Linked DNA regions of Gossypium hirsutum: region 1 is linked to region 2. A link is a contact called in public Hi-C data. All regions are on one chromosome and are shown on one strand. Each heading gives the region's core, a stretch centred on a gene start, on an enhancer-like site or on the middle of the called end of the contact. The rest is flanking DNA. Distances are from core to core; before and after follow the strand shown. Region 1 holds the start of LOC107916628. Region 2 holds the start of LOC107917847 (translation initiation factor IF-2, chloroplastic).

Evidence for each region. A called contact is a pair of places that touch in the nucleus more often than the background predicts.
Region 1: a Hi-C map of leaf shows a contact between it and region 2, with 2.0 times the contacts expected there. The contact joins the promoter of LOC107916628 here to the promoter of LOC107917847 in region 2. A contact is called at or near these places in 2 of 34 Hi-C or Micro-C datasets (both in leaf).

What each region holds. Positions count from the first base shown.
Region 1 is chrA01:15,995,292-15,999,575 of Gossypium_hirsutum_v2.1, reverse strand. LOC107916628 reads left to right here and starts at 2,570. Exons shown (of 4, transcript XR_005926399.1): 1 at 2,570-2,713; 2 at 3,295-3,344; 3 at 3,427-3,788; 4 at 3,928-4,284.
Region 2 is chrA01:15,153,961-15,158,149 of Gossypium_hirsutum_v2.1, reverse strand. LOC107917847 (translation initiation factor IF-2, chloroplastic) reads left to right here and starts at 2,391. Exons shown (of 12, transcript XM_016847209.2): 1 at 2,391-4,063; 2 at 4,188-4,189. The coding sequence starts at 2,630.

The DNA of each region.
Region 1 (4,284 bases), core at 1,321-3,820, 840 kb before region 2:
TATATTATATTTCTATTATATTTTGTCTATTTCTTTTTACAAACATTAAAAAGAATAATTAACGGGTGGTCAATCACATAGTGTGGCATCTTTTCGTAAACAAAATATTAGTATTAAATGCATACACATGTTTAAAAAATATAAGATCTAAAAAACATATAAATTATAAAAAAAATTCAATAATAACAAATTAGTTGAAATTAATAGTATTATTGCAAAATGTAAAAAAAACCTTTAAAAATATAAAAATGTGTAAAAATTATTTAATATAAAAACTATAAAAATTTATTTAAAATATGAAAAAGTTGTAGAATTATTTAAAATTTTGTGAAAATCGTTTAAGAATTTTAAAATGATTAAAAATTGTAAAAAAATATAATAAAATTTGCATTTTTTTCTTAAAAATAAAAGTTAGAAAATACAAAGTTAGCAAATTATTATGCCAAGATAACCTGGACTAGATTTTTTTTTTTGAAGGTACGACGAGATGATTAATAAAAACATTAAAACAAATCCCATAAACAAACATAATCAACCACAAACTAGAATTTTTGCTTCCATAATGAGTATTTCATTTCAAGAGACATAAAAATGATACACCACACCAAATTTGGGTTTTGGTGACATTTTAAATAGTCAAGAAAACAATCAGACGTTTTTTATTTTCTGTGTTTTTTTATGAAATGTAAAAAGCGTCACGCAATTAACAGTATGGAAAAGCTTTTTGTAATGCTTTAAAGCGTCATGAAAAGTTTCTAAAAATGTAACAAAATTGTGACATTTCCAAGTGTCACGTTTACTAACATAAGCAAAAAACATATTTGTGGCACATACAATCGTTAGGACAAAAGGTCACAAAAGGTTTTCATTCATGTTGTTTATAGAACGTCACAAAGTTTGAGAAAAAACAACTAATTATTTGTCTATTTGTGACATTTGACAAAGGGATTTTTGGTTACTTTTGTTTTTATAATAAAGGTTACTATAGCTATAGAAGCATCACAAAAACTATTAGCTTTCATGACACTTATATCATAAATAATAAGAAACGAAAAGAATAATAAAAAAAAAGAGTTAAATAGTATATTTAGATTATAAATAGGGACTTAACAATATAACTTGCAAATCATGATGCAGCAAATCTAAAATTAGACCATTTAAAATAACATGCGGACCCTAAAAGCAACCATAATAGGTAGCCAATTCTTTAAACTTCCATTTTTTTTAGAAAGTCACATAATGCTGTAATCCATTACTCCATTATGAATGAATTATCATACAATTTGTTGCATTGCATTATGCAATTATGCATATCATAGGTAAGCCCCTAGCGGCGAAGCCAGAACAAATTGTTAGGGGGGCCGAATAAAATTTTGATTTTTTATAGTTTATATCTTTATAATTTGTAATGGATTAAATCAAATTTTTATAATTTTAAGGGGGCTAAAGTGTAATTTTACCTTTACTAATTTAAAATTTTTAAAAAAATTAAGGGTCAAAAGAGTAACTTTACATTTTAGGGGGGCAGGGCCCATGCCAGCCCCCCTGGCTTCTACCCTGTAAGCCCCCCCCCCCAATTACATGCCAACAAGAAGCTTTGCACTCCAGCCACCCCTCCACCTCAAAATTTATATCCGGTATGGTCTAAAAAAATCCCAACTTTAACATTCCAGTACATAAAATAATCCTATAACATATTATAGAATCATATCCGAAAAAATGACACTACTTTCTTATGTTTTCGTTGGTGTTAATAATCATTCATCTAAAATATTTTGCAGTATTCAAATGTTACTATAAAGAAGAATAAAAAACATACAACAAGTATAAATAGAAGCCAATGAAAGAAAATAAGAATTTCCATCTAGATTAAAGAGATAATTATATATTAGGCACTGAGATTTACATGGGCAGTAGGGAGCCATTTACAGATGGGCAAAGATCCAAATTTTGGTGGCACCTAATATCTTCTGTCCTTACGTTGCATTCTGTTATTCTTCCATAATTGAAACTTTCTTTGTTTTCATCCCATTTACTGATGGGCAAGGACCAAATTTTGTATTGTTTAATTTGACGTATGAACTTAAGCTTTAATAATGTGTGAAATACAAATGCTTTATTTTGGGGATATAAATAGGAAATGAAAGTTGATGGGTGTAGTTTTATTGTAGTTTTATTTACTACTCTTTCATTATTTTTACATTATTTTTGGGAACTAAACTTTTTATTATTGTTTCCTTTTTTAATATAATATTTATTAACATTTATGAGGGACTTCATTTTGACTTATGCAATGAAAATTTTAAAAAAATACAATTATTATGCGTTCTAAATTACATATATAATCACTCTATATGTCACCACACTTGTCATATATTATTGTTTGACAAATTTTTTTTTGAAAAATCCGACTAAACTTTATTTATCTTAAAATGAGCAATATAATAGAGGCTTTTGGATCAATGAAAGTGGACCCTAAAAATAAAAGAAAAATTGGCCCAAAAGATAAGATGCCCACACTAAACAAAAAAATCAGAAAAATGAAAGAAACAAAAACCATCTAATCCAAACGTCCAATTCAGTCGGTATCAAAACAGTTGGTGTCCACTAATATCTGATGTTTCAAGTTCCCATGCCAGCCGTTCAAAACGATAGCAATTTCCTAGGAGATTTCATTTCCACGCTGAAGGCAAGTGAAGGCTGCATCCTCCAGGTATGTTTCCTCTCCCTTTCTTAAAGCTTCTGTTGCAAGTTCATGAGCTTGACTATTCTCTGATCTGTGAATAAACTGAAATTGCTTTCTTGGAAAAATTGTTTCTTTCTTTGAATATCTCGGATGTCCACCCCTAGCACTGACTTATCTGTCGTTGTTAAGTTGCATTTTTTTATAACTGTTTTTGAGTCTCCCATTATAATAACTGACTGAAAACCCAGTGAGATCCCTAACTTTACTGCTTGTAATCCTGCATATGCCTCCGCCATGAACGGGGACGATATTGCGGAGTGGAGTACTGATTTTAAGGCAAGAAACTCGTCCATCTCCCCCCCCCCACACCACCAGACCCGAAGTTGATCTTGAATATTTGCTATCAAATGTTGCGTCAAAATAGATAGTTACTGTCGTATTTCTTGTGATCCGTCTTTGACTTCTGTTATCACCTAAAGTAGATGGTTTTTCTTCCGATCCATCTATTTCTGCTATGTAACTGTAAACTTTTTTTGATAATTCTTGTCATGTTGTTATTTTCCCCTCATGAACAAGTTGGTTTTTGGCAATTCATATCACCCATGCAGCACAGCAAAAAAGGCGACACTATTGACTGTTACCTATGGTAAAAACCCAGGTAAGCCAATACCACTGATTTGGAATTGCATTATTTGTGACCCATGAGAGATTAAGATTTTGCCATGTTTCTATTGTTATAGGGCGCTGTCTAAACACATGGTTGCTATCTTCTTCTCCATTTCGACACCGGGGGCATAAGCTATCTGAAGCCACTTTTCTTAGTCTTAAATTCTTTAGGGTAGGGATAAAATTCCATAAAAGACGCTATATAGTGATGGCAACTTTTGATAGGAGGTGTAAATTCCATAATTTCCTATAGAAATTTTTTGTTTCGGTCTGTATTAAATAAGACCTAGGATCCGTAGTTGCCTCTTGTAATAGTTTATAGGCACTTCTGACTGTAAATTTGCCAAAATGTTCTCCTCGCCAGACATGGAAGTTGTTATGTTCTTCTTCCGCCAGGGGAATTTGCAAAATCTTCTATACAGTATTTTCTCGAAAGGTATTTTCAATTAGATCAGCTTTCCACTTTCTTCTTGTTGCTTCAATTAAGTCCAAAACTAACTCAATTCCTATATTGTTGATGTTGTCATTACTTCTATCAATATCTACACCTGGAATCCAATGATCATTCCAAACAGAAATTTGGTCTCCTTTCCTAACTCGTCAACATAAACCATCTTGCACTAGCCCTTTTGCTGCCCAAATACTTTTCCAGGTCAGAAAAGGTAAATTCCCTAGCTGTGCATAGATGAAATCTGACTGTGGATAATATTTAGCTTTTAAGACCTGTGCTAATAATGAATTTGGGAAATTAATAAAGTGCTACCTTGCTTGGCTAATAAGGCAACATTAAATTGATCAAGGCTTTGAAAACCTAAACCACCATTTTCTTTTCCGATACATAGAGCTATCCAAGCACACCAATGAATGTCCCTTTTACCATAACCTTTCTGCCACCAAAACTTCGCAATAATGCTCTCAAGATCATCACATAA
Region 2 (4,189 bases), core at 1,142-3,641:
CATAAAAGTTGTTTTCAATCAAACAAACATACATTTAAGATTTTCTTATTTTTTCATTGTTTAATTAAATTTATTTTTATCTATAATTTTATATTTTACATTGTTTTTGCATATATTAAAAATATTATGTTAAATTTAGATTTATTACAACATTATTTTTTAATTACATGACTACTAAGTGAATTTTTTTTATTCAAAAATGTGACACCAACAAAATTAATAAAAAAATTAATGATGTCAACAATTGGACTTGATTTTCAAAATTGAAAAGTAAAGGGACTAAATTCTTAAAAATAAAAAGTACAAAGACTAAATTACAAATCTGTGAAGTGCACATAGACTTATGGCATATTTTAACCTTTATACTACAAAACATTTATTATTAATATATTTATAATTGTAATAAATATTTATTATTAAAATATTAATATTGAATATTTTTAATAATATGTGAATCATATTATTTAAAACTATTATTTTTAAAATTTATTATTAAAATAAAATTGAAATATTAGATAATTTATTAAAATAATAAATTATATTTATTATATTAATAATTTACTGTATGACTAAATATAAATAATTAAATATGTATGTTTAATAATATTTTAATATTTTTAAAAAAATAAAATTTATTATCAATATAATAATATTAAGCTTGATTTAAGTTAATTTTTATATAAAAATAAAACTATCCATAGATGAGTTCTTTTCCGACAAATGACTTACACTCCCTAAAATGATAAGTTATTTTTACAGAAAAAATGGCTTATTTTACTCTTTTACTTGTAAACAAATGAACCTAATATATAGAACAATGATTTAATAATTATTTAAGTTCTTTGAATAATTGTTAATTAAGTTTTTAAGTATTTTTTAAATTAAAATTCAATTTATAATTTAATTCTTAAACTTTGATTAACTATTTTCTCAATTAAATTATTTTATCTATCTTTAATATATTTTTATAATAATTTTGTAAATATTCCTTTTGACCTTTACAGACCCAGTTTCTAGAAAAGAAGATTAGAGACAGCAAAGGATTCAAAATCAATTGAGATGGACCGAAATTCCGTTTTCTCGAGAAAACAAAAGCAAGAAATTCCCAAATTTATTTTTATGGTGTGCTAATGTAAGATTTTTTTAGGGTAATTTATAAAAATAGTCACTTTTTTTGTCTCAGGTTATATTTTAGTGTTTGAAATGTTACGTTTTAGTCACTTATATTATTATTTTGTTACGAAGTGATCACTCTACCGTCAAGTTCTGTTATCTCTCTAACGGTAATCCTACGTGGCAGTCCAACTAGATTTTAGGTGCCAACTTGGATTTCTAGATGAAAATAGATTTTTAATTAAAAAATTTAATTAATTAAAATTTTTAAACCTAAACCTTAACTAAAAAAACTGTTCATCTCATCTTTTTTATTTTTCTTTCGTCTCTTCTTTTTCAATGATTTTTTTATTTGACTGGAAAAATTATTATTAAGTTCAAAATAGTTGAAATCAAATTGACTGCTTCATAAATATGGATTCAATGGAAGGTTCAGGCATGTCTTCTTTGTATTCCTCTATCTCTTTTATTCAATACTGAAAAACAAAAGAATAGATTTTTTTTTGTTTAATAAAAACCCTAAATTAAAATTTTTGAAGACATTCAAGTGGATTACCAAAAAATCTAAGAATTTTTAACTCAATCGTAGCCCTGCCATCCAACTGGAGAAAAACATTAGACAAGAGAAAAATACCATACATTTTCAAGCTTAAACATTGATTTCACTATCAATAAAGTGACATGAAGTCAAGAAGAAACTGATTTTTAATTTCATTAAACAATATAAAATTCAATCTTTTATTTTTGCAGTATTGAATAAAAGAGATAGAAGAATGCAAAAAAGACATACCTGAACCCTCCATTGAATCCATTGTTATGAAGAGATCAATTTAATTTTAACTATTGTGATCTTAATAATAGTTTTTCCAGTCAAATAATAAAAAATCATTGAAAAAAAGAAAAGACGGAAGAAAAATAAAAAATAGGAGATGAACAGTTTTTAGTTAAGGTATAGGTTTAAAAATTTTAATTAATTAATTTTTTAATTAAAAATCTATTTTCATCCCATTTAGAAATTCAAGTTGGCACCTAAGATCTAGTTGGACTACCACGTAGGATTACCATTAGAGAGATAACGGAACTTAATGATAGAGTGATCACTTCATAACAAAATAATAACATAAGTGACTAAAATATAACATTTCAAACATAAATGACAAAAATGTAAACTGGGTCAAACAAAAGTGACTATTTTTATAGATTATCTTTTTTTTTTATTATATATTTTAAAAAAATAATGCCGGTTATTAGCCTTATCACAAAAAAGGACCCGAGGGAAAATAAATCGACAGGCGGAGAATTAGCCACACATGACATTACCCACAAACATGTCGAGACTCGCAGACCCCAGTTTTTAGCTTTGCTTCTTCCCCATAACCTCCACCTCACAATTTTATCATTTTGCCCAATTCCCCGATAAAAGATAGAGGTAAGCCTTTTACCCTTTTTCTTTTTTTAGTTTTCCTGGGTTTCTTTTTATGTTTCTCCTAATTCAGATGAACCGATTCGCTGTGCTATGGTAATAGTTGTAGGAACAATGCCTTCTTCTTCTTTAGCTTCCCTTGTTAATTTGGGAACCCTTAATGCTACTTTCATTAATTATTTCTCTGAACCTATTTCATCCTCTTACTATTCTTGTGTTAGAAGAGTTTCATTGTCTAAAAGAAGTTTTAGTAGGAAATGTAAATGTAAATACTCTGTGGCACCCACCGATTTTGTTGCTGAGGCAAACAATTCCTCTTCTTATAAAGATAGTGATGCTGAAATTGTTCTTAAACCTGCCCCCAAGCCTGTTTTAAAGTCCGAAGGGGCGAAAAACGATAAGGGTTTGTCTTGGAATGCTGAATTGAGTGAGGGTGAGGATGAGGATAAAGAAGAAAATGAGAGGAATAAAGTGATTGAGTCTTTAGGTGAAGTATTGGAGAAAGCTGAAAAATTGGAAACATCTAATGTAAATGTTAATGTGAATGTGAATAAACCCAAAGCCAGTGGTGATAGTGGTGGTTCGGGTGGTGGCAAAAAGGCTAAGACTTTGAAAAGTGTGTGGAGGAAAGGGGATACTGTTGGGACCGTGCAAAAGGTTGTTAAGGAGTCTCCTAAGGTTAATGATAAAAAAGGAGAGGGGAAGGTGGATTCTCAAGGTGAAAGTGCTGCTGCACCTTTGAGACCTCCCCAACCACCTGTAAGACCTCAACCTAAGTTACAAGCTAAGCCAGCTGTAGCACCTCCACATGTGGTGAAGAAGCCGGTTATCTTGAAAGATGTTGGGGCAGGTCAAAAGTTAGAGTCTAATACAGATGGGAAGAGTAAAGAAAGAAAGCCTATTCTGATTGATAAATTTGCGTCGAAGAAGCCTGTGGTTGACCCTGTCATAGCTCAAGCTGTATTATCTCCTACAAAGCCAGGGAAGGGCCCTGCCCCTGGAAAGTTCAAGGATGATTATCGGAAGAAAAATGTTTCTGCTGGAGGTCCTAGGAGGCGCATTATTAGTGATGATGATCTTGAAATTCCTGATGAGGAGACATCAGAGTTGAACGTGTCAATACCTGGTGCTGCCACCTCAAGGAAAGGGCGGAAATGGAGTAAAGCTAGAAGGAAGGCAGCTAGAATCCAGGCTGCGAAAGAGGCAGCACCTGTTAAAGTGGAAATTTTGGAAGTTGGAGAAAAAGGCATGTCAGTAGAGGAGTTAGCATACAATTTGGCTATTGGTGAGGGGGAAATTCTTGGATATTTGTACTCCAAGGGGATTAAACCAGATGGAGTGCAAACTATGGACAAAGACATGGTAAAAATGGTGTGTAAGGAGTATGAGGTTGAAGTCATAGATGCTGACCCTGTTAAGGTAGAACAAATGGCAAAAAAGAAGGAAATTTTCGATGAAGTTGACCTAGACAAGCTACAAGACAGACCTCCTGTTCTCACTATAATGGGTCATGTTGACCATGGGAAGGTTAGATGTAACGCTCAGCATATAGAATTCTCCTGGTCTTTTATTTCATTTTGAACTAAAGTAAGAAACTTTTCTTAAACACTAGAACTTACTGATTTGTATTTTGGTTATTTATGCTTTGCAGAC